Regions from separate parts of the Mus musculus genome. Here regions 1, 3, 4, 5, 6 and 7 are each linked to region 2. A link is a contact called in public Hi-C, HiChIP or PLAC-seq, Micro-C and promoter capture Hi-C data. All regions are on one chromosome and are shown on one strand. Each heading gives the region's core, a stretch centred on a gene start, on an enhancer-like site or on the middle of the called end of the contact. The rest is flanking DNA. Distances are from core to core; before and after follow the strand shown.

Evidence for each region. Promoter capture Hi-C pulls out the DNA fragments that hold promoters and counts their contacts. Hi-C and Micro-C count contacts between places; a contact is called where the count stands out from the background. HiChIP or PLAC-seq counts read pairs in DNA pulled down with a chosen protein or histone mark.
Region 1: an H3K4me3 HiChIP or PLAC-seq map of stem cell-derived neural progenitor cells shows a contact between it and region 2, with 6 times the contacts expected there. The contact joins the promoter of Edn3 here to the promoter of Rbm38 in region 2. A contact is called at or near these places in 1 of 39 promoter capture datasets (cranial neural crest) and 1 of 115 datasets of contacts at active chromatin or transcription factors (stem cell-derived neural progenitor cells).
Region 3: a contact with region 2 is called in a Hi-C map of B cells, with 5 read pairs. The contact joins the promoter of Nelfcd here to the promoter of Rbm38 in region 2. A contact is called at or near these places in 1 of 39 promoter capture datasets (liver), 1 of 484 Hi-C or Micro-C datasets (B cells) and 1 of 115 datasets of contacts at active chromatin or transcription factors (large pre-B cells).
Region 4: a contact with region 2 is called in a promoter capture Hi-C map of liver, with 6 times the contacts expected there. The contact joins the promoter of Prelid3b here to the promoter of Rbm38 in region 2. A contact is called at or near these places in 9 of 39 promoter capture datasets (the C10 cell line, erythroid cells, hematopoietic stem and progenitor cells and 5 more), 5 of 484 Hi-C or Micro-C datasets (the G1E-ER4 cell line and embryonic stem cells), 3 of 115 datasets of contacts at active chromatin or transcription factors (astrocytes, large pre-B cells and pancreatic cancer cells) and 2 of 9 other capture datasets (adipose tissue and liver).
Region 5: an H3K27ac HiChIP or PLAC-seq map of bone marrow-derived dendritic cells shows a contact between it and region 2, with 15 times the contacts expected there. The contact joins the promoter of Ctsz here to the promoter of Rbm38 in region 2. A contact is called at or near these places in 3 of 39 promoter capture datasets (the C10 cell line, liver and pre-B cells), 1 of 484 Hi-C or Micro-C datasets (B cells), 2 of 115 datasets of contacts at active chromatin or transcription factors (bone marrow-derived dendritic cells and extraembryonic endoderm stem cells) and 1 of 9 other capture datasets (adipose tissue).
Region 6: a contact with region 2 is called in a Micro-C map of the G1E-ER4 cell line, with 5 times the contacts expected there. The contact joins the promoter of Gnas here to the promoter of Rbm38 in region 2. A contact is called at or near these places in 3 of 39 promoter capture datasets (the 3T3-L1 cell line, the C10 cell line and hippocampal neurons), 4 of 484 Hi-C or Micro-C datasets (all in the G1E-ER4 cell line) and 1 of 115 datasets of contacts at active chromatin or transcription factors (embryonic forebrain).
Region 7: a Hi-C map of CD4 T cells shows a contact between it and region 2, with 7 times the contacts expected there. The contact joins the enhancer-like site here to the promoter of Rbm38 in region 2. A contact is called at or near these places in 6 of 39 promoter capture datasets (the C10 cell line, the HPC-7 cell line, cranial neural crest and 3 more) and 2 of 484 Hi-C or Micro-C datasets (B cells and CD4 T cells).

The regions. Positions count from the first base shown.
Region 1 is chr2:174,759,099-174,762,176 of GRCm38.p6, forward strand. Edn3 (endothelin 3) reads left to right here and starts at 1,521. Exons shown (of 5, transcript NM_007903.5): 1 at 1,521-1,920; 2 at 2,415-2,727. The coding sequence starts at 1,869.
Region 2 is chr2:173,020,564-173,023,517 of GRCm38.p6, forward strand. Rbm38 (RNA binding motif protein 38) reads left to right here and starts at 1,339. Exons shown (of 4, transcript NM_019547.2): 1 at 1,339-1,707; 2 at 2,229-2,352; 3 at 2,764-2,818. The coding sequence starts at 1,477.
Region 3 is chr2:174,414,141-174,417,222 of GRCm38.p6, forward strand. Nelfcd (negative elongation factor complex member C/D, Th1l) reads left to right here and starts at 1,664. Exons shown (of 15, transcript NM_020580.3): 1 at 1,664-1,816. The coding sequence starts at 1,730.
Region 4 is chr2:174,471,396-174,474,297 of GRCm38.p6, forward strand. It overlaps Prelid3b (PRELI domain containing 3B), which reads right to left and starts at 1,546. Exons shown (of 6, transcript NM_025531.2): 1 at 1,437-1,546. The coding sequence starts at 1,468. Gm38546 (a long non-coding RNA gene) reads left to right here and starts at 1,616. Exons shown (of 2, transcript XR_867090.2): 1 at 1,616-2,194; 2 at 2,419-2,714.
Region 5 is chr2:174,437,668-174,440,692 of GRCm38.p6, forward strand. Ctsz (cathepsin Z) reads right to left here and starts at 1,372. Exons shown (of 6, transcript NM_022325.5): 1 at 1,083-1,372; 2 at 498-661. The coding sequence starts at 1,231.
Region 6 is chr2:174,295,891-174,299,208 of GRCm38.p6, forward strand. Gnas (GNAS (guanine nucleotide binding protein, alpha stimulating) complex locus) reads left to right here and starts at 1,969. Exons shown (of 12, transcript NM_010309.4): 1 at 1,969-3,318. The coding sequence starts at 1,972.
Region 7 is chr2:174,600,726-174,603,865 of GRCm38.p6, forward strand. Gm46781 (a long non-coding RNA gene) reads right to left here. Exons shown (of 2, transcript XR_003953979.1): 2 at 2,087-2,548. It also overlaps a transcript of Zfp831 not described here. Among named protein-coding and RNA genes, the nearest start is that of Gm46781, 4.7 kb to the right of the region's middle. Within about 2 kb of position 1,751, at least 105 of the 459 cell types and tissues checked have an H3K27ac peak or open chromatin away from gene starts, as enhancers often do. A contact at or near this core is called in B cells, the HPC-7 cell line and pre-B cells, where this site is marked.

The DNA of each region.
Region 1 (3,078 bases), core at 271-2,770, 1.7 Mb after region 2:
AAAGACCAGAGTGCATTGCGGCACAGGACTTTAATCCCAGCACTCGGGAGGCAGAGGCAGGCGGATTTCTGAGTTCGAGGCTAGCCTGGTCTACAAAGTGAGTTCCTGGACAGCCAGGGCTATACAGAGGAAACCCTGTCTCGAAAAACCAAAAAAAAAAAAAAAAAAAAAAAAAAAAGACCAGAGTTCTGCCTCCCCTGAGGGCCACCTGCCTCCTCTCTGCCCTCTGTACAGTGTCTTTTACTCTTAACCCTGATTCTCCACCTTTAACCTTCCTTATCTCAGCTGGAGTGAAGACCCAGGGCACACGTCCATCCAGGCAGTGTTTGCTTTGGCCACACCCACAGAGACCAGTGAAGACAACTGGGCTGTCAGTGCCCTCGACGATGGCAGATGGGTATTTTAATGGCAAGGAAAGAGAGAATAATAGATACTTCTCTTGACCTGGTGAAATCCAAGATGATTGTTAGGAGGTGGCACCTTGGAGGTGTCAGGTGGTAATAGCTAACCGGAGCACCGTGGCCTTCTACCACAATCCACCATTAAAGAAGAGCCATCCATGAGCCATGATAGACACCGGACATACTTGGACGTCCAAGACCTCAGAACTGGGAGCAGTATCTTTCTGTGTATGAGCCTTCAGTCTAAAGTGTCTTGCGACACACAGCAGTTCAAACCAACTGGCCTTTAGCTGGACTCCTTGGAGGCAGGGGCATTAGTCTCTTTCTACTTACCATCTGCTTTCTCATTTGCTGTGAGGCCTCAGTTTCCCTTCACATAGGATTCCCCATGGGACCACTTTGCCTGACTGGTTGGGGCTTCTTCTAATGACAAGTGTACCCCTTTCATGGCTTGCCTCATGAGAGCCACCTGGGCCACCTCTTTGGATTCTACTTTTTAGAATGCCAATCATTAGAAATATTGGCAGGGGGAGGAATGGCTTTGAAACCCACATTTTATGACAATAGTCAAAGGTTTGTAGACTCATTAAACTACCGCAGTGCCCTGAAAAGCAACACTTGTATGACTTTTGGAGAGAGGCCCCTCACTAAAGGGGCCAGTGAGGAAATAGGGCTCCCCCGAAACCGCTAACTCACGTTGAGTGGAATCTTTGTGACTTTGCTCTGGTCCTACAGCCCCACCTGTCACTTAGATCTTCCAGAGTCAGGGAGCTGGCTCGGGCACCCATGAATCAGAAGAGTAAAGTACACCCAGGGCCGTGGCACAAGGGCCCTCGGCAAGGGTAAGACCATTGGTGAATAGAACTTTTCCTTTAGACTGACTTCAAAGGAACAAGAAGCCAGCAGCCCTTCTGTGCAGCCCTTTCATGGTCTTGGTGCTCTTGGGGTGGGGGTGAGGTTGCTTTGGGCTGGGCAGGGGGTTTCAAGTGTGAGTCTATGTGTAAGTGAGCAGTGTGAGCACCGGCAGAGTGTGGCCTTCAAGCAGCTGTTCGGGCCTTCACCCTACCCCATCCACCCACGGGGAGCGCGGCGTCCCCGCCTCTCTCTACCCCTGGGTAAGCCTGGGGCGAATGCGCCTCTGGTCAGCTCCCCCCCTGCGCTTGCAAAGCGACCCCCGTGAGCCCCGGGTTCAAAGGCCCAGCGCGGCAGTTCCAGCCCCTCGGAGGGGCGGGGAGGCGAAGGGGGTGGTGCGGGAGCCAGAAAAGCCTGAGCCACAGCCGGCCAGCCCTGCGCAGGGATGGGCAGCGCGCTCTGAAAGTTCGTGACCGCCTCAGCCAAGTAACTCTGAGCCGGGACGCGCAGCTCAGGCAGCGACAGGACTCGAAAGCTGTAGCCAGTCTCACTACCCTTTTGCGGTCACAAGCGGCCACCCTCCAGGCCCGGTGCTCCCGCGCCTGATCGGGGTTCATGGAGCCGGGGCTGTGGCTCCTTCTCGGGCTCACAGTGACCTCCGCTGCAGGTAAGCGGGAGGGGCGGGGCGGCGCTCCTCTCCACGCGGGAGTGCACACAAAAGGAAGCCAGGCGCGGGTCTGTGTTGCGGGGAAGCTGATAAGTCTGGCTTTACACCCTGAAGTCTCCCAGGGGCGGGTAGAAGGGCCTGAAGACATAGCGATAACTTCCACTGGGTCTGGGGGTTTTCAGTTTGGGAGACTTTCTTTGGGCACTTTTCAGAGACTATACAAAAATTTTTTTGAGTTTTACCCAGTGAAGAACAAATAGCTTTCAGATTTCACAGGGACTGCAATAACTCTCAAGTTTTTACTGAATGTGCACGGAGCTTTGTAAACTTTTTAAGGCATTTGGCTTAGTTTGGAGACTTGGGGAAAATGCAACCAGCCTCCTCCAGACATTGCAGAAGTTTGGTTGAGTCTCATTCTGGTTTGGGGGGCGGGGTAGTGGGTGCCAAGAACTCTGTGTCAGCAGCTTAGGAGCCCTTCAATCCTCCTCCTGCAGGACTTGTGCCTTGCCCCCAGTCTGGGGACTCTGGCAGAGCCAGTGTGTCCCAGGGTCCCCCTGAAGCTGGATCAGAGAGGGGCTGTGAAGAGACTGTGGCTGGCCCTGGTGAGAGGATTGTGTCCCCAACAGTTGCACTGCCTGCACAGCCTGAAAGCGCTGGGCAGGAACGGGCACCAGGCAGGTCTGGGAAACAAGAGGACAAGGGGCTGCCTGCACACCACCGCCCTCGCCGCTGCACGTGCTTCACTTACAAGGACAAGGAGTGTGTCTACTATTGCCACCTGGACATCATCTGGATTAACACTCCTGAGTGAGTTGGCCTAGGGGTTTGGGGGAGGAGTGTGGCTCTGTGCCAGGCCTAAGGCTTCAGGGGTTTTTGCTCAGACCTCAGCCCACCTCATTCAGATCCCTGAATCTACCACAGTGCAGCATTCAGCTCCTGCAGTGGCTCCAGGCAGCATGACTCCTATCACAGGCCAGGGGCAACCCACCTCCCCTCTGAGAACCTAGTTACAAAGAAACTCAGTGCTGGATTTGAGATGTGGTGGGGTGGGACTTTAGATGCTCACAGAGTTCTATGCTCCTACCCCAGAGGCTCGTTGGGCTGAGCCTTCCTCCTAACTCTTTGGAATCCCTTAAGAGCAGCTTTGGGGTGGGGGCA
Region 2 (2,954 bases), core at 89-2,588:
AAAGCCAAGAGAGTGAGGCGCTGGGCAGGGGTATCCCCAGCAGGCTCGGAGTTCTGCTCTGTGTGAAGGGGACTAGACTGACTGGGGCTGAACCTGCCCAGAGGCTGCCTGCCTTACTGTCCGCCTTGACCAGTGGGGCCAGGCCAGTTTTAGCCCCACTAAAAGCTGTAGGTCTTCAGGTCCCAGTGTGATAACCAGGAATGGGGACATGAGGGACGCAGGATCAGGGCTGCTTCCTGGCCCGGAGGCTAAAGCATCGTGCCTGCTTCTGTGCTGAAATTCCCATTTTCTTCTTTCTATTTTATGGTTTCCCATCATACAGGCTAGCTTCTGACTTTCTGTGTAGCAGGGTATGGACCCGGAACCCTCCCACCCTCCCAACTCCTCAGTATTAGGATCACCGGTGTATTCCACTCGGCTGTTTGAAATTTCTGTCTCTAACAAGGGCCCCACGTTTGCATTTGCGCTGGTGGGGAAGAGTTCTGCAGACTGGCATCATGGTCCCAGCCTTGGCCCACGTTCTACACAGGCCATGTCATGCCTTCTGCTTGTTCTCCTGCTAAGGGTGACCCCACAGGCGGTCCCATGTCAGTGACATGGGAGCCCAGCCGCCTTTGTTCTTCCTCACAGTAGAAAGTAGAAAGTAGAAAGCTCTTAGCTTTCTACAAGACTGTAAAAGGTGTATTCACTATCGATTAGCCCTCATTTTCACAGACTACCTAGTGTCCCGGGGTATGCCATTGTTGAAGTCCCAGCAGAGAATCCCTGACACCACAGGACCGCCAAAGTACGTGTGATGTATTATGGTGTGCGTGTGAATTATTTTTATAAACATGGCAAATTCACTTTGCCCTTTATTTTTATTTTTTATTTTTTGGAGACAGGGTATGATTTAGTCCAGCTGGCCTCAAACTTAGTATATAGCCAAGGGTGGCCTTGAACTGACTCTCTTTCTTGAGTGTTGGGTTTACAGGTGTGTGTCACCAGCCAGGTTTTTGTGATGGGGAGATCAAACCACAAGGGTTCGCGAATGAGTAGCTGAGGCACTCCTTCGGACCTTTTTTTTTTTTTTTTTCGGACCTTTTAACAAGTACGTTTGCACCCCTAGTCGCTCGGGTGTAAACCACTGAATCAAGCAACGCTTGGAATATACCGGACCGTGCGCCCCGCGAGACAGACAAGCTGATACCGGCGAGCACCTAGGGGCTAAGTCACCTCATTCGCCGGACCCGCGTCCTGGCACGCGGGACGTACTTAGAACTACAATTCCCGGCGGCCCCCGCTTCCAAAGGCGTGTCTTAAACGAGAGGGGCGTGACCGCGGGGCGTGGCCGGCTACAAAGGCGGCCGGCAGCTCGCAGGGCGCGGAGTAGACGCTTCGCGGCGGACGGAGAAGCGGCGCGGGACAGCGTGGGGAACTCGGATTCGGCCTGGGACACCCCCGCATGCGCCGGCCGGCTCGGTAGCGGCGGCCCCGATGCTGCTGCAGCCCGCGTGCTCCCCGAGTGTGTTTCCGCGGCCGTCCGCCGCCCCCAGCGCCATGCACGGCTCACAGAAGGACACCACGTTCACCAAGATCTTCGTGGGCGGCCTGCCCTACCACACCACCGACGCATCGCTCAGAAAGTACTTCGAGGGCTTCGGAGACATCGAGGAGGCCGTGGTCATCACCGACCGCCAGACCGGCAAGTCCCGCGGCTACGGCTTCGTGAGTGCCCGCGGCGCGCGCACCTGCCGCCGCCCCTCCCCCACCGCCTCCCAGACCCGCCGCGCGCAGCCGGGACTCCGGGGCTTCCCGGGGCCGTCGGCCCTTCCCCCACACTTTCCAGCTGCCCCAAAGAAGCGTAAGCTGTTAGCGCCAGCGACTTGAAGACGGTTTCCCACTTCCTTCCACTCTAGTGTCCCCAAACTAATTCTCTGAGAAAGTTAACGGTACTTACTGATGGCCTGGACAGCGGGGGGGTGGGGAGGACTCCCCTTGAGGTTCCCTTTACTCCACTTCCTAGGGGATTGTCGCTGTCCTTGAAGGCACTCCGCACTTGAACTTTGGGGAAGGAGCTGCAGCCCTGGAGGCAGAGAAGACAGTGCCCCAAGGGTCCTAAATACCAGATACTCTTCTGGGAGGAAAGACCCAGAGATGGCCCGATGCCCGGGCAAAACCCCCTTCCCTTCTCTGCCTTGTTTTCCTCAGCCAGCCACCAAAGCCCCTGACCCTCTGTGTTCCTGCAGGTGACCATGGCAGATCGGGCAGCGGCTGATAGGGCTTGCAAAGACCCTAACCCTATCATCGATGGTCGCAAGGCCAATGTGAACCTGGCCTACCTGGGTGCCAAGCCTAGGAGCTTACAGACGGGTAAGAGCTTTGAGTTTTCTTTCCAGCCCTCCTTGTTTCTATATTCAGCTTTGGTATCTGTCTGATGGAAAAACGCTGCCCCCGCTCCCCCTTTGTCCCCGAGTGGCAGCCAGCAATCATGTGCCTGCAGAGGCAGCCCAGGGCAACCACCCCTGGCTTGGGAGCTTGCTCCTCTTTCTCGGCAGTTTATGGTCCCAGGGATAATGATTTTTTTTTTCCAAAGTCTCCTACTCTTGGGGAGGGAAGAAGTCAGATGCCGACCAGGCAGGGGATCATCCCGAAAAGCTGGTACAGCCTGTGGACTTAATGTGCTTTGACCAGGAGAGTGGCGCGTGTTATTTGCCCTCCCTGTGTGTGGCCCTGGGACCTTACCCATGCAGTGTGCTGTTCCTAACTGCTCTCTTGTTTTAGGCTTTGCTGTTGGTGTGCAGCAACTACACCCCACCTTGATCCAGCGCACCTACGGGTGAGTGGCTGTAGCTGGCTGTGGGTGGGAAGGAAGGCCTTGAGGTGGGACAGCTGTGGACCTCTCAGCTCTTCTCAGGGCTGGGGAATGGCTGTTTTCAGAAATTAGATTGTGTATTGGGGGTGTGGAGGGAGAG
Region 3 (3,082 bases), core at 414-2,913, 1.4 Mb after region 2:
GACAGTATCTAAGAGCCATAGTTGGAATTTAACAGACATTCATTATTCCCAACATTTTCAGAAAACAAATAAAAATGAGCCTGAAACAAATCCATAGCAGGGCACTCCTGAACTTAAAGCTCCTTCATCATGTGAGCTGGATCTAGACCCACCAAGCAGAGAGATGGAAAGTGGTCCTTCCACCATCTGCAAAGAAGCCTTTCAGGGTTGCCTCCAATGGCCTCAGCCTGAACACATCTTTGTCCCCAGGCAGAAACCTACCTCCTGCTGGGCTATCTGTGAGTGTACAGACTGGAAGTCTAAGTAGCCTCTTACCAGACCATTCCTTGCCTTTCCACCTTCCTCCTCACTCCCTGCAACTCTGGTTTCCTCCCTCCTCTCCATAAGTCCTCTTTGGGTGTAGCAAATAGCTAGACATTCCAGATATATCTGTTCCATCACTTTCCTTAAACAAAAATCCAGATGAACTTTTATAATAACTAATTCCTGCTGACTACCTGCTAACTCTGTGTCTAGTGCTTCAATGTGCCATCGGACTAAAGCCTTGCAAGTGGTTGTCACCTTGGGTGGCTCTGGCATCAACTACAATGCAGGGTGCCACAAGCTCTGGTGGGGGACTTTCTTCACCAGGTTATTTGGAATGGAAAGAGCCACCCTGAGCATCTTGGGAAAGTCTCTTCTATCATTACAGACTATTTACTTTGGTTATCCAGTATTATCATTTCTCCCCTTTGTTTGCAGGCTAGCTCCCTCGGATCATGGGTGGCAAAGTGGCAAGGATCTCGTCCCTGAGTACGTCACTGTACTCCAGGTGTTATCAATGATCCAGGCACTTAGGAGTTATTCAACAAACACTTGTCAAATGATGGAAGGAAGGAAGAAGTAAAATAGCATTCCAACAGCTCTGCAGACAGTGCCTGAGGACTGTACTACATGGCTGGCTCTTTTCTCTAGCCTCTCCTCACTGTCTGCATCCAGAGCCCATGGTGTTAACCTCCCCGATCGATGATTTGGGGCCACCTGCCAGGAGGCCTCTCCAGGTATCTTCAGTCTAGGTGTTCAGTGGGTCCACTTTTCCAGAGCCCAGTCATGGCTTTTGTAGGCTGTAGGGCCTCCTCCACTGGAAATATGTTTTATATCTCGCTCTGCAATGCACCGAGTACTTTTTGCCCATAGTAAAAGAAATCCGAACATTTCTGTGATACCTGCTCGGTTGGCAGCTGCACTGTCCAGGCAAAGCTTAAGCTCACTGAAGGTTCGAGGTTTTTATAGCAACTGGAAGCATGCTTGCACTTCCGAGTGAGACCCTGTCTTTTTTTTTTTTTTTTTTTTTTTTGAGACAGGGTTTCTCTGTATAGCTCTGGCTGTCCTGGAACTCACTTTGTAGACCAGGCTGGCCTCGAACTCAGAAATTCGCCTGCCTCTGCCTCCCGAGTGCTGGGATTAAAGGCGTGCGCCACCGCGCCCGGCGAGACCCTGTCTTAAAAAGGAGAAAAGGTAACTTGGAAGTGTTCTGGGCAGACATAAAGCTGTGACTCAAGCCATCTTGCTCATGAGAGATCCTACAAGGTGTTTCCCCGCCCAGCAGGCCAAAGACTAGGCCACGCCTCCTCTGTAACCACGCCCCTTTCCAACTCCGCCTCTCTAGCCTTGCCTGAGGCCCAGAACCGCGCACGCGCTCTTCCATTTGTTGTGTCCGGCGCACGCGCAGTGAGGAGACGCGGCAGATATGGCGGGTCCGGCGCCGGGTACAATTATGGGAGAAGACTACTTCGGGAATGCCTCAGAGTGGGGCGAAGAGGCAGACGGCGGCCAGGTGAGAGGGCCGTAGGCGTTCCGCCAGGAAGCCGGGTTTGTGTCCTGTCCTCGCGGCTCCTGCTCCGGCCAGACCCGGGTACGGGGACCCGTGACCCTTGACTCCCTGACCTCCGACCCCGGACCCTAGCAAAGCGGGTCCAGGAACTGCACTCAGGGCTTCGGGCCGGTCCTGCCCCGTTAGGGACCTCAGTTTCCCATGCATTCCGATTCCCAGTGACACCTGGGGCTGATCTCTGCGAAGCAGAAGCCATGGTGCCCGAGGGGGCAGGACAGACTCTAAGGGAGAAGTGGACCACAGTGATACAGTGAACAAACTAACTCCAAACTCCAGCAGCATTCTGGGGTTGGGAAAACACTCTCCGGTGCTGGACAGACCAAACTTTTTTTTCCACTTTTGGGTGATTTCATTCATCCTTAGAGTACAGGACAGGAAAGATCTCGTAGCCCCGACTGTCCAAGATTTGGGTGAGAGATGGGGAACGGGTATCGTTCAGTGTCCCCCCAAACACCAGGGTTAGGAAATCAGAAGTCCACCCAGCTGTATGACTGACTTAAGCCTCCCATATCCTTCTGGACAGTGAGTAGGGGCCCTGGAATTTGGCTTTTCTACAGGAAGTGAGATGAGCTTTGAATGAATATGGGATGCAGTGAGGTATACCAGTGGAGTGGTCAGTGGTGCAGTGAGGGTGATGGAGGAAAGGTGAGGGGTTTCTGGAACCGAGTGAGGGAAGCCCTCCGTGGTTGGTTGGTTGGTTGCTGGACCAGGAGCTGTCAGTCATCAGTTGCAGCTTCCAGGGGTCCTATAGAGCTAGCTGCTGACCAGTAGGACATAAGACCCTGGGCATCTGTTTGTATGCTAGAGCATACTACATCACTTGGGAACTCGGAGGTGGATATATAGAGTTGGATTTAGCTAATTTGGATGTTGGGCTAAGTGCTTTTGTGTGGTATCGCAGGCTAGGCGCTAGAGCAGCAGTTCTCAACCTGTGGGCTGTGACCCTGTGGGGGTCATATCAGATATCTTGCATATTCACATTGTGATTCCTAACAGTAGCAGATGACAGTTATGAAGTAACAACAAAAGTAATTTTACAGGTGGAGTTCACCACAGCATGAGGAACTGTGTTGAAGGGTTGCAGCATTAGGAAGGCTGAGAACCACTGTTCTAGAGTTTGAATTGAGTGTTATTCATAAGTAAAATAAGGCAGAAAGACTCAGCCACCTGCCCAGGGCATAAGGAAGGAAAGAAGACTCAGAGTGATGT
Region 4 (2,902 bases), core at 296-2,795, 1.5 Mb after region 2:
CTTTCATTGAACACATGCCGTTAGGAAAGGGAAGGGATGGATCCAAGGGTTGGGGTAGGGGGGGTGAGGGGGGAGGCAAGCCGAGGAAAGAGTATAGATGTAGAGAACCGTAAGGGAGGAACAAGTTCTAAGTTCTAAGGATGACACTTTGGGCCAACAGCTCTGAAGCAAAGCATTCAGATGTAGAAGAGGACTGGGGTCCAGAACCCCTTGTTCTGAAACAGACAGCATCCTAAGGACCACAGCCCCTCAGTCCCAGAAGTGGTACAAACGTTGAGAGTCCCTTCTAGTTCTAGTAGTTTGTCCTTTCTGGGACACAGCAGGTACTCAGATATGATCTACTATGTAAAACTTCTTTTACAATTACCCTCAGTAATCAGGATTGGCATTTGTAGATTAAAAGGCACCATAAAGCTATACTATTAAAACAGTGTGGCAACATTGGCCAAGTGAGTGAAGGAGCTCAGATCATCTGGAAGTGGTTTCGGATGTAAGTCAACAATAACTATGACAAGATGACATTGTAGAATAGAGCACAATAAATCAGTCAGAAAGGAGGGCTGGAACAAGGCGTAAACCAGTTATTTAGGTAGAAAGCTCTGTTGTTCTTGTGTGTGGCACCATGAACCTGGGTGGTATAATTCCCAACACCCCACTGACTCTGATCCTGTTTCCCACTATAAGTTCAGAGAACCATAAAGCTGTGACTGGATGTGATAGCAGACACTGGCTATCAGTCAGCTGTCATGGCTGAGAGGAATAGGAAACAGAGGTGACAAATTATCTGCAAGAGCAGGCCCTGGTCTCTAGATCAAGAGATCTTGATCAAGAAATCAAGAGATCTGCTCTCCAGATTGACTGTCATCAATGTTTGGCATCATGGTAGCATGAGCTGAGACCAACAGGAAGACACTCCACGTGGGTGGCCAGCTTTCTAGATGTCCGTGGGGGTGAGGGGCGCTATAACATGGGGGATTTCAGTCAGAACAACCCAGGTCACTCAGGCCATCATGCCATCACTGGGGTTCAGCCACGACACCGTGAGTCTGTCAGGTATCAGTCAGGGCACTCCAGCCACCACAAGCCGTCGGGGTTCAGTCAGGTCCCGGTGAGTCTGTCAGGTATCAGTCAGGAAACTCCAGGATACCCTGGATACGTCGGCGCTCAGGACACCCCAAAACCCTGTGAAGCCCTCGGGCCTCGTGCTCTGTGACCCCTGGAGTCACTTCCGGATCAGGCTCGACGGCCCGCTCTTGTCTTCCGTCAGTGGCGACGGTGTGGGAGGAATTCCCAGGCCTGGGGACAGGGAGCCCTAGCTCGGGTCGGGGTCGTGACCTTGGCGATCCCCCCGAGTCCCGAGCTCCGCTTGTCTCGCTACACCCGACGCCAGGAAGTTCCCCGAGGGCGCCGGAGGCGGGCGCCGCACCCACACTCACTCAAAGACGTGCTCCGAAGTCCAGATCTTCATGGTGCCAGCTGCCTGCCCGGTGTCCCTCAGTGTCCGGGGACAGTGAGGCACAGAAGTTCGCCGGCCCCGCCCCGTCCCGGCCGGCCGGCCTCGCAGCGCGCAGGCGCCGTCGAGCCAGGCGCTAGGACGCCCGGAAGTGCCATCCCGCGGCCTAGCCAAGCCGGGTTTGGCTCCGCCCCGCGGCGCAGTCCTGCCCAGTCTTCTTGGCTCAGAGCAACCAAGCCCCGCCCCCCATGCTCGGCGCAATCAAGTCCCTCCTTCGTGAAGGCTCAGTGCGCCGGCGCAGAGCCGAAAAGTGAGGCGGCCGGCCGGCGCCGCACTACGCATGCGCGGGCCTTGGCGGCGGGACTTTTTGGCTGGTTTGGCGGGTTGCTGATATGTGTCTAAAGTTCTCATTGGATGTGGCTGAGCCTGGCGGCGTTTGCCAGAGTACGGTTTTGTGGTGTGGTCTTAGAGAGTTAGTCCCACCTCTTCAATCTAAGCAGTGGGGTGGCGGGACAGGGGTGGTTTCAATCAGCACCCGTGCCCTTGCCAGCCCAGGGTTGGTTACCCTTGGTGGAACAGGCCACCCAGACAGGGCTGGACCAATTGCTCTACGGTCATAGGTCATCTCCATCACCATTTCTCAGTGATGCCCACGCCCTCCTGTGCCTCCACAACTTCCTGTTACATATTCCTCAGCAATTACCACTCTGGAGTCATCTTGTTTATCTGTTAGCTCCCATTGTAAGTCATCCCCCAGAAAGCCAGCCCTGGCCTGTCTCCATCATGGCACTCAGCACCTCTGGATAGCAGGGGTTTAAAGGTTATTGAAAATGAAATAGTTATTTGAGGAATGAATTAATTAGGCCATTTAGTTTATCTGCTTGACTTCTAGTCTGTAGGCACGTGAGGGTGAGGCTCTTGCTAGGCTTGTTCAGTGATTTCCTCCCTGTACCTAATAATTACAGATGACATTCGTGAGAGAATGACTAAGAAGTGAGGGGGCAGGAGCGGATGGCATGTGGTTCTATTCAGAGATGTGCCGGGTAAGATGGACGAACTGCTTGGCTTGGGTTTCAGGTGTAGCTTCCCACCTCTGCGCACCCTGTTCCCCGCATCCTGTGCCTCCCGACAGAACAATTTGCCTTTTGAAATGACAGTTGGAGGAAAATCTTTGCATCTCGGTACTTAAAGAGCTACTTAGAATTACCCTTTGTCCCTAGTTTGTTCAATTGTTAAAAACAAATAAAGCCAGGTTAATTTAGGAGGGTGGATCATTTTTTTTTTTAAAATAGCCAAAGCAGTTTATATTTTAAAAGATAGAAAAATTATATTAGACAGGAAGGAAATAATATGGTTGGTAGCTGCTAAGTGTAATTTGTTTTACCTGGGGGATTATATATATATATATTCAGTACTTTGAGTGATTTCTTGGGGAGATAATGTTTTAAG
Region 5 (3,025 bases), core at 122-2,621, 1.4 Mb after region 2:
ATGAACTTCTACTTGACTCTTGGGCGGCCAGGCTAAGGTTCGAAGAAGAGAGCTGGGGGGGCCATTTCGTACTGGGGAACATGTTCACCTCAAATGCCAGCTGCTACTGAGAAGCAGTTTCACTTCCACGCCCCACAAACCAACTGTGAACTCAGTGATTTTGCAACACCGGTCCCATGGTTCTCAATGGCTGAAGTCACAAGTTCTGAGGAAGGGAAGGTTCCTGGGAGCCACTTGTCACCAGATTCCAGCCCAAGCCTGTCCCACAGAGGCCCTAGTAGGCCCACAGGAGAGAACTCCAGAATGACACAGCCACCTCACTCTGGCTGAGGGGAAATCCAAGTCTGAATCATGGTACAGGGCCATGGGCCCCTGTAGCCCCGGGCTATGGCTATCATGGCTCACCTAAAGGTAGATTGGATGGTGAAGTGCAGCCACCCACCTGGCCAAGATACTGGCCCTGCCCTAGGCTTAGCATGGAGCGCCAGGCCACCTACCTGCCATGGCACTGGTGCTGCCGTGGGCCCAGCAGGAACCACAGTACTGTGGGATGTGCTGGTTCCTGGTGACGCTGGCATAGTTGACACCGTTCACATTTCTCCAGTCCCAATTCTTGGGGAGATCCGCTGGGGACAGGTACTCATGCGGCCGAGGATAAGTCCTGGGAGGACATCATGGCAATGGAAACCAACTCTGGAACGCATAGGGCCTCCCCTCTCCCTACCCCCACCAGGGCCACAAATCCAGTCATTTCTCCTGTTGGCCTTCTTCCCAAACTGTGGTCGGTTCAGAACTTGACCCAGAAGAGCCACCAGCAGAACCCAGGACTATTGGAAGCTGAATGTGACAGAGCATCTCCGAAATACGCTAATGCTCACTAACAAAGGCAGTAGAGGCGAGAACTGCCCAAACCAGCAAACCCCAGAGCTCCCCGGATGTGAAAATCATCCCAAAAGGAAGGGATGGGATTTGTGCTTCCCAGGCCTAATGAGGGAGGATGGGGCAAGGTCCCAAGTGTCAGGGGGTGCGCGCCTGGCCTAGAAGTTGACCCTTTTCCTCCCTAGGCACAGCCCCGCGCCCACCTGCGCCCCAGCAGAGCCAGCTGGTCCCCGCGAATGGGATGGTAGCAAGTCTGGCCCGAGCGGAAGTAGAGTCTGGCCCGTGCCGCACTCGCCAACAGCAACATCAGCAGCACCAGGGGCAGCTGCTGCACCGACCCCGACGACGCCATGCTCCTGCTCCGGGCCAATTCGGATCCTGGATCACGCGCAGCACCTTCGACCTCTTGACCCGACCCGCAGGCCCACGCGCTCGGGACGCCCCGCCCGGTCCTTTAGGAGGCGCCCAAGTTGGACACACCCCGAGGGCGGGGCCTTCCCCGCTGCTCCTGCCCCCGCCCCGCCCCGCTCGGCAGCCCCCAGGAGATAATCTGCCTCACTAGGAATCAAACAACCGGATCAGCAGAACCTGGGGTCACACAACCAGACCCCAGACCTGACAGTGCCACCAGCCATTGTGATAACACGGACTGACAGCAAAACTTAAGTTTACTATTCAGAGACCCAGGCATCCTGGAGCAGGGTAGGGCTCAGCAGGCTTCCATTGGCCCACTCAGCCCAGATTCTTTTGTTTCTCTGCTCTGGAGTGTGGTGCAGTGTCCCATTAGGTTAGGTCTCCCTAGGAGCGCACAGAGATATCCTGAGGCTGGAAGAAGGTGTGGGTCATACCCAGCATTGGACTCTAGCCTGGCTTTCTGAGCCCCTCCTCTCCACCCCCCAAGACCCAGGCTTTTCCTGAAGAGACAGCTCTCCTTCACAGAGAAGGATCCTTCCAGGATTACTCTTTTCTTTTTTCTTTTTTTTCTTTTTTTTCACTTGGCACATATATCGTGAGTCCCTGGGGTTCTGGAAAGGGTCCCTGCTAACCAGACTCTTCCAAGATGAGGAACTGAGAAAGAAGTGGGACCTGGCCAGCCTAGGTTTCGTAATGGGAGAATTTCCCCTTCCCCCTGTGCCCCGTGAGCTATTGTCAGCAGTCCCAGGCCACAAAGCTATCTCTTCTTCTGTAAGAAACATCCCCTGGTGTTTTATCTCAGGCTCTCTCCAGGTGGTGGGTGTGAGATTCCTGATGCGCGATGGCCAGTGGGGCTACAGCCATTCCTCTGTCTGTGGATAGGGGCAGTCAGAAATCATAATGGCTGTCTTGCTGCCTGCCTTTCCAGATCACCCAGGATTCCAACAAGACTCAAAAGCCTGCTGGATACCTCCTGTCAGAGAGCAGAACAAGACCTCAGAAGCAAACTTGGGGCTACCCTTAACAACGCAAGAGTTTTGTTCCCTGTTGCTATAAAGTAGTCACGGAGGCAAATGAACACTGGCATCTGTATGTTGAAATCTTTCATCCTGGGGGGTCATGGCAACCTCTCCCTTCTGCTGGGTGGTAAGTAGCCTGGTAGGAATGAGGGCCTCCCAAGGCCCAGGCAGAGACCTGAGTTCCCTAAGCCAGTTCTCCCCAGTAGTGACCATGCATTGACCTTAGAGCCCTTCGGTCCACTCTGGGGGAGTGTCGCCTCCCACGTGGGTTCCACATGGGCTCTCTCTCGCAGGAAGGGGACAATTGGTCTTGGCGATTCTATGGCATCCCACAGGCAAGGTCTAGTGAAGAGCACAATAGGGCAGCAGCGTTTATCGGGAGAGTGTGTACTCAGTGTGCTCACGGTCCCAAGTTCAATCCCTGGCACAGATAACGAGCAAATGAATGAGTGGAGTTTTAAAATTAACAAAATATACACTTTAAATAATGTGTCGTCTATGTGTGCCTATATGTTATATGTGTGCATGAGTCTGGGTGTCCTTGGAGGCCGGAAGAGCATACCCAGCACCATGGAACTGGAGTTAGAAGCTGCTGTGAGCCAATAGATGTGGGTGCTGAGAACAGAGCTCTGGCCCTCTGGAAGGGCAGTCTGTGTGCTCAACTTCTGAATTAGTTAATTAGCTAATTAATTAATTAAAATGAATGAAAGGAA
Region 6 (3,318 bases), core at 719-3,218, 1.3 Mb after region 2:
TAAATCTGCCGCGGCACACAGCATGCATCTTGCAATATACCCATCTGCATGGTGCATAATTGCCGCAGCCTGCTTTATGTACCACTTCATACTCTCTTTTCTCAGGGTCCTGCAGGCCAGACCTGCCCACTGCCTAGCTGTATTGCAACAAAAGACAATGCCTCGCGCCATCGCCATTACCTACTGGCAAAATGTCCGCGGTGTGCGCGTGCCGCGGGCGCGCGGCAAAACAAAAAAAAACAGAACCCCAAAGGCAAACAATTAACAAAAAAACCCTGCCCAGGAATAATCTGCAGATCCCAGACCTAAAGCATTTTATGATTATTCGCTGAGCCCACCGGGCAATGTGACTGTATAAACTCCTGCAGCTCTGAGCCCACCCCGGCACCGCAAGGGGCGCGCAGCCGCAGGCTTTGTGACCGCGCTTAATTTCGCCTGGGTGGACTGTTGCAGTTCAACGTATAGCAAATGCTCTATGGTGCTCACAACAGAAGGAGGAGGGGATAAAAGGGGGCTGGAGAAGGGCTTGAGAGAGGAAATGAACACGGAATCCGCAGCTGGCGCTGGTGGCTGGAAGATGCGAGTCTCGGCAGCTGTTGCCACCATGGCACGGTTGGTCGGTGGGTTAAGTGCATTTCAGGTTTTCTAGTCTGCGAGACCACCCTAAATGGGCCATCAACTACACCCCAAATCTCCTTTTGCCTTTACCCAGAAGACAGAAGTACAAGACCTGAGCTAGGTGGGGGGTCTTCCGGTAAGCCTTAAGCCCCCTCCCCTATTTGCACGAAAGCGGCAAACATGAATAACTCCTAAGGGGGCTTTGCTTGATTTTCTGCAGTGCACTGCTGAGACCTTTATTTCTACTGCATCACCGTCCATATAAACAGAGCAAGCCCTGACTACAACACACTATACCACTGTTGAGAGCTCCGAGGTGTAATGGGGATGGGGGACATTGAAGGGATTTGCTGGAGCCATCCCCAACAAACAGCAAACATAAACATTAAAAAAAGAAAAAAAAAGGAAAAAAAAGAAATAAAGAAAAGTACCCTAGAGCATTTACGAAACAAATTGCGTGTTTACATTCGGCACTTCCTCACCCTGTCTCTACCCTTCCGGTGGGCTCACGACCACCTGTCGCATTTGTGTGTGTGTGTGCCTCTACCCCTTTCCTTGTATCCTAAAGCCTCCATTTCCTGACTTGGAGATGAGTATGGGTAATTGCCTGAGTGTGGGGTCCTTAGATAAGGAATTTACCGCATACTGGGGTAATCTGGGGTGATAAAGCCCTCCTGCAGTCCCTCCTCCCCTCGAGAAGAATCAGATGGGGAGGGAGGCTTTCAGCGTCTGTACTCTAACAGACCAATGCCCACGTCTTGCGTCACGTGTCCCAGCAACGCAAGAGAGCTCGCTCGCTCTCTGGCCAGGGAAAAAGCGAGCTAGAGAGACTCGGAATCAGTCCGGGAGAGGAGAGGACGGAGCCGAACGTCCCTACAAGGCCTCCGCTCATCAGCCCCCTTACCCAAAGTCGGGAGCAGCCGGCACCGGGAGCCAGCTCCCGGAGCCGGCTCAGCACTGAGACCTGCGTCCTCTGGCGGCAGAGAAAGAGTTCTATTTACGATTTTCGAGACGAATCGGCACGCTCTTAAATGCCAAGAAGGCGGAGCTAAAGTACAGCAAAGTACGAAGAGAGAACAGAAAAGTTCCTAAAGTTGTTGGCCGACCACAGCCCGAAGGGGTAAGTGTAACTAGGAAGGTGACAGACTTCACCAGCAAGAGATGACTCACTTCAGCCATGGTCCTGGGTTCTAGCCCCTGATTATCTATCCTTACAAAGTTTGGAAACTGAGGCTGGAGAACTTTCCAACAAAAATTTGAATTTTTTAAAAAAAAATTTTTTTTCACCCTAGTTTGGCTGGGTGCTCCGTCTTACGGGGCCCCAAATTTATTTTGAAAAGTCGCCACCGTGTTATGGGCATGTTCAACTGCCTCCACGGCAATAATATGTCAGGACAACACGATATCCCCCCTGAAGTCGGGGAGCAGCCCGAGCAAGAACCTTTGGAAGCCCCAGGGGCAGCTGCCCCCGGTGCTGGGGCTGGCCCAGCCGAAGAAATGGCGACCGAACCGGACTCCGAACCGTCTAACAATGAGCCCGTCCCCGACGAGACTGGCAGTGAGATCAGTGGACCCCCAGAAGACTCCAAATCTGACATCCAAAGCCCCTGCCAGGCCTTCGAGGAAGTCCGAGTGGGTGGAGACTACAGCCCACCTCCGGAGGAAGCCATGCCATTCGAGACACAACAGCCCAGCCTGGGAGATTTCTGGCCCACCCTGGAGCAGCCAGGACCATCTGGGACCCCATCAGGCCTCCAAGCCTTCAACCCAGCGATTTTGGAGCCCGGGACCCCCACTGGCGCGAGCCCAGGCCTGGGAGCCTATACCCCCCCACCAGAAGAAGCTATGCCATTTGAGTTCAACGAGCCTGCCCAGGGAGACCATAGCCAGCCTCCCTTGCAAGTCCCAGACCTTGCGCCAGGAGGTCCGGAAGCATTGGTCCCCAGAGCTCTTCCCGCGGAGCCCGGGAACATCAGATTTGAAAACGCTGGCTTCCGAGAAGACTACAGCCCTCCCCCTGAAGAATCTGTGCCATTTCAGGTCGGTGGAGAAGAATTCGGGGGCGATAGCCCACCCCCAGGACTCCCGCGAGTCATCCCACAAATCGGCATTGGCGGCGAGTTCCCGACAGTCGCGGTCCCGAGTGCGCTCTGCCTCGCTCCCGCCGAGAACGCGCCTCCCCTCTGGGTCCGAGGCGCCATTGACAGACCATTCCGCGAGGCTGTCAGATCTCCTCCTAACTTCGCATGCGACAGCCCCCCGATGGAGATCACCAGACCCCTGCTTGAGATTGGCAGAGCCTCCATTGGGGTCGACGACGACACCGCTGTCAATATGGACAGCCCCCCAATCGCAAGTGATGGCCCGCCCATCGAAGTCTCGGGAGCCCCAGATAAGAGCGAGTGCGCAGAGAGACCCCCAGTTGAGCGAGAAGCAGCCGAGATGGAAGGAAGCCCTACCACCGCCACTGCGGTGGAAGGAAAAGTCCCCTCTCCGGAGAGAGGGGACGGATCTTCCACCCAGCCTGAAGCAATGGATGCCAAGCCAGCCCCTGCTGCCCAAGCCGTCTCTACCGGATCTGATGCTGGAGCTCCTACGGATTCCGCGATGCTCACAGATAGCCAGAGCGATGCCGGAGAAGACGGGACAGCCCCAGGAACGCCTTCAGATCTCCAGTCGGATCCTGAAGAACTCGAAGAA
Region 7 (3,140 bases), core at 501-3,000, 1.6 Mb after region 2:
ATGGCCGTGACTTACATCAATGGAGGCCAGCACACAGGTTTCATCGGTGAATAAATGCCTTCTGGTTGGCCAATGCAAGGCTAGGTCTCAGATGAACTCATCAGAATAGCGTAAAAATAGCCCCACTGTGCTCAGAGGCATATGAGAGTTCCCTCTGTAGAGTGAAGAAATTGGGAGCACGGAGAAATTCCGATGATCATGGCCAGTTTTACATTCCCAGGCCCTGGGGGAGAATCTCCTTTTCTTAGACTACGAAGCCTCTCTGGATAATGGGCAAATCTGGTTGTGCGCCAGCAGGACACTGACTCAGGTGTGATGTGGTCACCTCCATTCTCCCTTGGCATTCAGATGATTGCATCAAGGACCGTGAGCTATATCACTGTAGATTCATAGGCCTGAGTGTGTTTTAGCCCCTACACACCTCAAGTTCCCTGGCCACTTTCTTTCAGTCCTCCTCTGAAGCACCTTCGACCTAGGAGAAGGGGGCTAGATGGATGCTATAGGCGGGGCACACTGTTCATGAGGGACAGATGCGAAGGACAGGTCTCCATTAGTTATGAAATCCTCTGGTCCCTTCTAGGCTAGCCATACTTGAACCACAGGTACACAGTTACATCTTGGTGAAGCCAAGAGGAAAATGGTTTTTCGAGGTGCCTGGCCTCTGTTGGAGGTCTGACCATAGCATGCCATTAGCAACCTGTGAGAGCCCAAGGGGTTACTTCAGTGCCCCAGCTGCTGTGGATGCTTAGGGTTTAACCATTCACATGGAAGCAGACATGGTGGAAACATATGTTCCCAGAAGGAAGATCTGTCTCATGAAGGTGGTGGGGGCAGGGAAAAGTGATGCCTTGTGTTACGTCATCTTTGCAACTTGCCCGAAGGGTGGGGCCTGCCCAGTGCTACTTTATGGGAAGAATGTGGAGTCTTGTGTTTTAAGTTTTGGATTTTTATCTCTCAATACACTCCATGATCTATCCTCTGGTCTTACCGTACAATTCCTCTTCTTCACAAATCTCGAAGGAAACTGTCACTCTTGGGTGAGCCACATGTTTTCTAATAGTGTCCCTGTTCCCCAGGGTGAAAAGCTTGTCCTGGCAAAGCCCTTAGATGCAGAGCTCTCCCTAGTTACCACACATGGCTCATAGGCAAGCTTGACGGGCGTTCTCTAGTCTTTCCTGGTTCTCAGGTAGCCTAGGATGGTCCGGAACGTGCTACATAGTTGAGAATGACCTAGACAGTCTGATCTTCCTGCTGCCACCTTCTGATGGTGGGATGACAGGTGTGCTATGCACTCTGCAGATCACAAACCCAGGGCCTGATGCATGCTAGACAAGCGCTCTACCAACTGAGCCACACTTCCATCCCTGGCTCCTTCAGTCATGGCTCTGAGGAGCCAGTAGAACTGGGGCTTAACCTCAGATGCTGAGCTCTGCCCCATCCTGCATGGTGCCTAGCTTAGATAAAGACTTAAAGACTGTAATGGAGTAAGTCTAGCATCATACCGAATATGAATCAAGGAAAGCAGAATGCAGCCTGACGGAGAGCTCTCTGTAGATAACCATGGGGCTGGATTCCTGCTCCAGCCCCTGGACTGACACAGCCTGGCCCACATGCAGCCCCCTTCCACCACCAGCCCTCCCGCCCCAAGCTGTAGCCCCTGCCACAGCTTGCCTCTTCCTCTGTGACCTGCCACAGGCCTCACATCCTGTGAGGAGGCCCTAGAAACCAGTTCTGTTGATGAAAACACTCGCGCTCTTCACCACAGGAAGCATGGGCCTCACGTTCACAGTGATAACCGCCCAGTCTCTTCACAGAGAGTAGAGGGGAGCACAGACTAGCTTTGTACCTAGATTAGGAAGCATGTGTTCCCTCCCCTCCCCCTCAACAATTCTCAATTCACCTCACATGAAGCCTCCTGCCCCCCCTGCTTCCTATCCGAGAGTAGGAAGCAGGACATTTGGGAAACAGAGACCATGTCCCCCAGAGCTTTGTAAGAACAGTAAGAAAACAGGATATTAGTAATGACAGGAGCCCCCTGGCCTCGGCCCCAGGTAAGGCGTTTAGATAAAAATCTAGGACACCCGGCTAAATTTTAAATTTCAATTAAACAGTGACTATTGTCTTGATACAAGAAGGTCGTATAGAAGCAGTTCTTCCTAAAACACTACTCAACTGTTCCCAGGAAATATCAATTTAACTAAGAGTCCTGTAGTTTTGAGTTTGTGACAACTAGTCACTGAGGCCTAGGGAACCGACTTCTTCACCCAGAGGCCGTTCTGAGCCCTGTGCTGCAAATCAAGAGCTCCCTCCATGCAAGCAATACTTCACTCTGGACATTTTACATCGGGAGTTTTTGTACAGAGCTGTCTTGGTATGCATTGTCCAGAGGAGAAACTGAGGCTGTGAGGCTGTGCGAGTTGCTGAAGTGATCTGATCTGATCTGCCAGCTCCTAGACCGTCTCCATGCGTAGTACTCACTGGCAGTGGGTGGGCGAGCGGCGGCGCCAACTTCAGAGAGGCAGTAATAACAGGTTAGCTTGGGAAAGCTCTGTGCAGAGATGGGAAGGGTTGTGTCAACACATGCAAATTATATGCAAATACACTTGGCCCTCCTGGCAGGCTCACCTAGGTGGGAGATCCATGAGCAGTCCCCCATTGCCCATGGGCTTCTAACAGGGGCAAGGGTAACAGGTTGATAGCCCCTTGTGTTCCCAGCGCACGTGGGCTGGGGTGAGTGCACACCCGAGTTCTCGTGTTCTCTCTTCTCGGATGTGGATGTGAGGGGGCTGGTGTGGAGGTGGATACATGAGGCTATGGGGCGTGGTGATGTGTGCGTGACCTGCCACCTTGATCTGTGTATTCCCAGCAAGCCACAGGGCTCCTGTCTCCTCAGATAACCTCCTCCAAAGCTTTGGTGTTGCTCTATGGAGAGAAGGAAGCATCCCCTTGGGACTGTGTCTACTGAGATGCCCTAGGACCAGAGAGAGTCCTTGGAGGATAATCCTTTTCTCAACAATACTACAATTAGCATTGATGCTATACCTGGCCCTGCGGCTAATGCTGTGTACTTAATTATCCAGGCCTGGGGTTTGTGTTGCCCTGAGGAAATTCAGTGGGTAGGTAGAGTCACTTGACCACAC